Regions from separate parts of the Astyanax mexicanus genome. Here region 2 is linked to region 1. The links are chromatin contacts, called in public Hi-C maps. All regions are on one chromosome and are shown on one strand. The core of a region is the stretch at or near the end of the contact, and the rest is flanking DNA. Distances in the headings are between cores, read along the strand shown. Region 1 holds the start of irf1b (interferon regulatory factor 1b). Region 2 overlaps LOC125782511.

Region 1 (3,317 bases), core at 131-2,630:
AGTGCATGTGAGTTTAAATTTTACTGCCCCAGTGCTTGCTTTAATTGCTTTGTTATTGTTTGTTAGCCTGGTGCCATTACTGCACCTTGCCACCATGGCGCCAACGCCTCACCTTTCTCCTCCTCCTGCCATCCAGGGTTCCTGACAACCGCTTGCCTTTGTTCTTCATAACGTGCAGCATGCGGTAAACCCGGACAGCCTCGCAACCTTTGTTGATGCTTTTGTCTTTCACCTCCTCGATGTCTGGCAGGGAGTTCATGGCACAACGGAAATTGGCTTTCCAGGTTTTGGGATCGGGTTCGGTCACCCCCTCCTTAAACTTGCCTGCAGGCGAGGAACATATTCAGGTTAACAAATAAAGATCTTGCCAACAAGGTTCAAGGTCCTTTTATAGCTATTATATTCTTGCCAGCAGTGGCACCTCACCTGTGTGAATGGCCCACTGTTTGAACAAACAAGCGTCTTTGTCCACTTCCCAGCCGTGACGGGCAGCGTGCTTCCAAGGAATGGAGAACATTTTCTGATCCTGAAGAAAACAAAAACAATGCCATGAGAGGAATACTGTACATGATACTAAGCTCACGAGGGTTTAGGCAGTGACTAGTCTTAAATATCAACAAAAGCACTTGAAATCTCCTAAATATTCTACCTTGTCCACCCAAACGAGTCCAGCGATGGTGTTGGAGTCAATCTTATCCTCCAGCCAGGGTCGCATGCGCATTCTGGACACGGGCATGATTCCTGCAAAAGTCCAGACAGGAACTTGAGTTCAACTTTTTACAATGCCTTGCATGCTTAGCTTATCATGCACAGCAGATCTGGCAGTAACAATGGCAGTAATAATCAGGGAACAGGGAAACACAGTCTCTGTAAATATTTCTATCCTTAAGATATTAAATTACTAATGTATATTGGTAATAACTCAATGCAAACAGCTAGTACTTTACTATGGGATTCCGTTAAAAACACACAGTCACAAACTGTGCAGCCTCAAGTTCCAAACAGCCTACGCTGTGAGAGTGAGTGTACTCCTGCACGCACACGCCCCTTTTCCGGGGTAGCATGTACAGTATAGTGAAATCGAGCCTGCTACAGATACAGAGCAGCTGCAGCAGCACAAGGGCAAGCTGTATATATGTACGTGTGTGTGTGTGTGTGTGTGTGTGTAAGAGATCTATATTAGCTATAAAACACTTTTCTAAAATAAAACAATAAAAACAGCCATTTAAAAATAAAAAAACATTCAGACTCACCTCGTATTTAATCCGATTTATAACGGAGAAGAATGTTGAGTGATAATGTGTTGATAATCCGAGTTCAGCCTGAACTTCTTCTCTCAGTGGAGATAGGAGTGCTTTGCTGGGAGCTCGCGGTGCGCTCTTCTTTTATACACAGTAGAGAGGGGGGGGGGGGGGCTTTCCCAACGTAATGTTTTGGCAGCGCGGCGCGCATGCGCAGTTCCACTACCATGCAGGCGCTCTCAGACTGAAGCAGCATGATTTCCGAGAAATCACGCTGTTAAAAGCTACACAGCTCGAGAAGTTTAGGGGGTGATGATGTTTGGGCTTGGCTGCATCTTACCCTTACCACCACACAAGCGCACGCGCCGGCACGTAAACAGCACATGCACGCGCATATTTCTGAAAATTTTAGCCCATATAAACACCCGTCTTTTTTGTCTCTTTCGCGTAAAAAAAAAATCTCCCAAAACTGCAACTTTACAGGAGATGCAAAAAAAAACATTTTTAATAAATTCAGTTTAAAACTATACATATATTTTTTTCAGTCCATTTCAGCATAAAATTTGTAAAGAACTTTAAAGAACAACTGCAACTTCACATTATGTCACATGAAAAGCCCTGCTTTATTTACATGTAACTTATATGCAACATAACTGATGCTTATTTATATGTTTATTATGTGTGATTCATATTTTATGTATATATGCGTTCCATATATGAATATTATTTTGGCAGCAAGCAATTAACATATAATTCATAAAAGTATCTAATTTCGCATAAATACTAATCTCATTTTGATCTAATTGATATTAGTGCTGAAGTGTTGAATGAAGTGTGTATGCTGTCTGTAGAGAAGGGTAGAATCAGGTCAGATAAAGAAAGCAGCGGCTTTCCGGGAAATGGTGCAGATTTTTACAGAGCCGATAGAGGGCGCATCTGCGCTGCTTCACTGATCTGAGGGGAGTTTTTACAGTAAAGCGGCCTGTTTATTAGAAACGGATGTTTGGACGACCGGCATTTAGAGAACGCAGCCTGACCCCAACCCTACACACTTTCTACAGCTTACACACGCATATACCTTTCATTATTATTATTATTATTATTATTATTATTATTATTATTATTATTGTTGTTGTTGTTGTTGTTGTTATTATTATTATTTCAAAAATATATTATATAAATGATGTACTGTGTAAATCTCCTCAAAAATAGTAAAAAAAAAAGCTTAGAATTAGCATTCTCCAGTTCAGCACAGCAAACAGACGCTGTTCGAAATAAATTTTAAAATGAATATTAAAACCCCATGGTAAAGTCGATTTATCACGGGGGTGTCAGTGAATCTGTGTGTGTGTGTGTGTGTGTGTGTGTGTGTGTGTGTGTGTGTGTGTGTGTGTGTGTGTGTGTGTGAGACAGTAGCCCCGGGCGGTGGGGCGTGGTCAGGGCTGAGGGAGGGGCGGGGCTTTCCTGTGGGATTTCTGTTCTGTAAAGCACTGGGTTTTCCCAGAGCGCAGCCAGCGATATTCCCCACGAAATCCCACTCCAAACTACAGACCAGCTCAGCGGATATTAAGACCATGTTGTACTTTGTCATTACATGTCGCGGAGTTTCTAAAAACGTATATTAACAAAATAAACAATGGAACCCACTGACACTGCTGATAAAAAGTCAGATTTTTTTAAATATTAAAAGTTGAATATATAGAATTCCCTTATGTGCAATATACTTATGTCATATATTTTATTTAATATATTTTAAAATGTGACACATGCCGATGTAATGTAATTGTCCATTTTCAAATACGAAACACATATTTTAGCTATAAATCAAAATATACAATACTAAGTACCAGTACCAAAAGTTTGGATACGCCTCTTCTCATTCAATGTGTTTTCTTATACAATGTTATTTTAATATTTACGACATTAGCTATAAAGGAACACATATGGAATTATTTAGTAAAAAAAAAATCGTTAAAACAGAATATGTTTTATACGTTAGATTCTTCTAAGTGGCACATTTGTCTTTGAGGACAGATCCGCACATTCTTGGTATTTTAATCTCAGTGTCTTCATGAG
Region 2 (3,572 bases), core at 545-3,044, 47 kb before region 1:
AACAAATTCATATTCATAAAGTTTTAGAAGTTCAGAAATCAATATTTGGTGGAATAACCCTGGTTTTAAATAACAGTTTTGTTTTCATGCACCTTGGCATGTTCTCCTCCACCAGTCTAACACACTGTTTTTGGATATCTCAAGCAGTTCAGATTGGTTTGATGGCTTGTGATCATGCATCTTCCTCTTGATTATATTCCAAAGGTTTTCAATTTGGTAAAATCAAAGAAACTCATCATTTTAAGTGGTCTCTTATATTGTATATATTATTTGTATATATTTTACATATATTTTATAGGGATGTATATTTGTATGAAAATTCATTGTTTTTTATTTTCACATATGTCTGGCCCACTAAAATATACACGGTTACAAATATGAAATATATCTTTTTGCTAAAAACACAATATACATTTCTCTCTAAAAGGCATTTTAAGCATGCCCTGTATATATGTATGAGCATATGTAAAGAATATTTCATGAAGATAAACCAGTCATAATATTAAGGCTGACTAGTGCAGAGGTGAGACTTCTGCAAATAGTGAGCTGCTGCACAGTGAACTACATGATGCTGCTTTAACAACAACAAACTCATCATGCACTTCAAACCTTAATGCACCTTATTGTCTTCACAGGTGCATATTTCCATATATGCTCATATATGTCCAAACTGCACTTTTTTAAACTCTTTTCTTATTATATAGAGTCATATTATTGCAGAAGATTAAGCAGCTGTAATTTTTTGTACTCTGACCTTTCAGAGCTGCATGTTTATTGTGTAGCTCAGTGAGGTGTTTCATACCACAGAGGAGGAAATTCATACCAGAGATGCCGGTTAGGTTAGAATATTTTCAGTACCCTGCTCTGCAGGCTCATTATACACACGTATTATCTTCTTACTGTCCTTAAAACATCAATGTGTGCGTTGTAGTCCTTAAATGACTTTTAATCAAGAACAACGGGGAAATTTGCTTGTTTATTCTCATTTCAGTAGCAGAATAGCTTATGCTCTAATGTAGGCTAATGGTATACAGGGATATACATTGTTAGGTTTCATAACTATGAATTGAACTATTAGTGAAATTGTGTATTTGGTAATATATAGTCCAGTAAAGATGTTAGATAGCATAGTTGCCACACAGCTAACAATATTTGCTTATTAAAAAGTTTTCTGGATGTTACTGTTAAAGTTAAAGTTAGAAAGTACAGTCTGTAAAGTTTTCTGAATGTTTTTGTTTAATGTTTTTAAACATTCTTGTAACATCACTGCAACATGTCAATGCTTTTATTTTTAGTTTTGGAAACATTCCGTGAGAAACGTTGAGAAACAATGTGATGCAAATTATTGTTATATCACAAGTTACTAGAACATTTCTTGAATATTATTTTAGGAATGTTACAGACAAGCCTTCCTGGAACCTTTTTAAAGCATTACTATTCTCAGCTGGGCACATGCCCCATTCACTACAGGCTGTAAATGTGAAGAAAGTAGTAAAGTGAGAAGAAGTGTAAATGAGCTTTAGACGGTTTCTGAGCATAATAAAAGACTGTAAACACATCAGATAAGGTCGTCAGCACTGTCAGCATGAAGCGCCTGTATAACTGCATTATGTAAGAGCTGAAGCACTTAACCTACTTAATACTCGTCTTGCAGCAGTAATGCCATTGTGAACCCTCTGTCATTATAAACTGGCCTCTTGATGTGTATCTGCTGCATTAGAGTGCACACGGCATGCAGTTTCAGGATTCCTCAGCCACACTCTTCATCTGGCATGTCTAAAATCTTCAGCGCACACTGCTACAGAACTATCCCACAACTGCTCCCTGTTCCTGTCAGAGGAAGTTTTGGACCTCTTGCTGAGTGTGTTGTAATCAGATGCCTTTGAAGTGTAGAGGAACTTCTTCTACAAGGTCTAGTTTCATTATGAAGGAGATCTGAGCTTTATGCACTGTGAGAACGCACATGACCAGACAAGCCACGTTTTAAAAAAGCTGGCACTGCAGCTGAAACCTCATTCACTTTGTTCTGCCCAGATTGGTTTCGACCACGATCGAGTTATCACATTCTCCTGGAAGAAGAACAAATGTGTAGCAGATTTTAATAACAGCCATTATTTGAATAAATATATCAACTAACACAAAATATCACTCCTTATTGGTTAAAACAGTAGTTCTTTAAGCAGTCCCGGGGGCCCAGGATAGTCCTTATTACAGCAGACCTGAGGAGAGATTCGAGAAATGTATAAAGAGTCCAAATTTATTTCTGCAAAAGACGTGCAGGCTCAAGTGCTGAGCAATGTCTTCATGTAGTTTTACTGCAGGTCGTCTGTGTTTTATTGCATACGGTACAGGTCACAGGAAGGCATCCAGGGAAGTGGGGTGGTTTCCAGCTTGGGAGTTTCTTGTAAATGCCTGCATTTCTCCTCAGTGGCGACTCCGGCTGGTCATACGGCAGTACTACCTCTTGAAAAAAAGTCACGTGATTTACAAGAAATCCAGGCATAGCTGTGAAGCACTACAGCAAGCTGTCTGGGAGCATGTGACTGTGTCAGTTGGGAGGCATGTCCTGAGGCAGCATAACCACTGTGATACTGCAGATCACGACTGGCATTCAGAAACCACCACTTACACATTCACTGTAAATGCCTTTATACTCTGGTCTGTATTTATATTCTGTGTAATTTTAATACTGTTGCTTTCTTTTACTGACTTTGAATAGATAACCCTCAACCAACATGCAACTGTATCAGCATTGCAAATGGAATAAAGGTGTCAAAATGCATAAACGTAAAATCTGCATAATTTCTTCCTTCTTAAAGCTATAATAATTGACATCAGTTGAATACGCTAAAGCAAAATGCTAAAGCAAACAGTTACCAAATAAAGTTTCTGCATTAGGTTTAAGTTTGTTGGAAACAATAAACCTAGAGTTCAATGGGTTTAACAGATCTATTAACAAAACCTGCACGATATTGTAAATATCTGATATTGTGATATTTTGTTGCTAAAAAAAAGCTAAAAAATACAACAATCACACATTTAGTTGTCCAACATGTCATTATACTAACAGTGCCCTCCACTGATTGGAGTAATAAAAATATAAAATCAGTAGATCAAATAGGCCTCTGGTACACTATAACACACTATAATTCTTACTGTAAAATCTGTATAAAGCATGCTACTGTAGATCTCCAAAGCATTATGGTAAAAATTCTGCTATTCACAGTTTATTTCAGAAATGTAAACAAAAATCTGTCTTTTTTAATGATACATTTTTCATTATGTCCAACTCAATTATTGTATAAAACTGTGTTTGGACACATAATAAAGCATTAGAACAGTATAGAGCATACAGCCAACACAGTTCACAGCTCAGAAAATGATGCTTGCTCTTACAGCCTACAAAATGCAGAGCAGGCAGTTCGTTTTAATATATAATCTACAAATCTATCTGAGCACTACACAATGATGTGTCAGAAACTGTGGGGCACCCCCAGTATGTAAATAGATTTTACCAAAAGCCAGTAGAAAAAAAAAGCTGTCAATAGCAACATACTAAAATCTGTTAGTAT

The links. Hi-C and Micro-C count contacts between places; a contact is called where the count stands out from the background.
Region 2: a contact with region 1 is called in a Hi-C map of blood, with 2.7 times the contacts expected there. The contact joins the enhancer-like site here to the promoter of irf1b in region 1. A contact is called at or near these places in 3 of 3 Hi-C or Micro-C datasets (blood and muscle).

Annotation. Positions count from the first base shown.
Region 1 is chr17:38,526,858-38,530,174 of AstMex3_surface, reverse strand. irf1b (interferon regulatory factor 1b) reads right to left here and starts at 1,380. Exons shown (of 9, transcript XM_007233928.4): 1 at 1,254-1,380; 2 at 650-741; 3 at 427-526; 4 at 113-324. The coding sequence starts at 736.
Region 2 is chr17:38,574,118-38,577,689 of AstMex3_surface, reverse strand. All of the region lies in intron 1 of LOC125782511, which reads left to right. Among protein-coding and RNA genes, the nearest start is that of LOC125782511, 9.4 kb to the left of the region's middle. Within about 2 kb of position 1,794, the one cell type or tissue checked has an H3K27ac peak away from gene starts, as active enhancers do.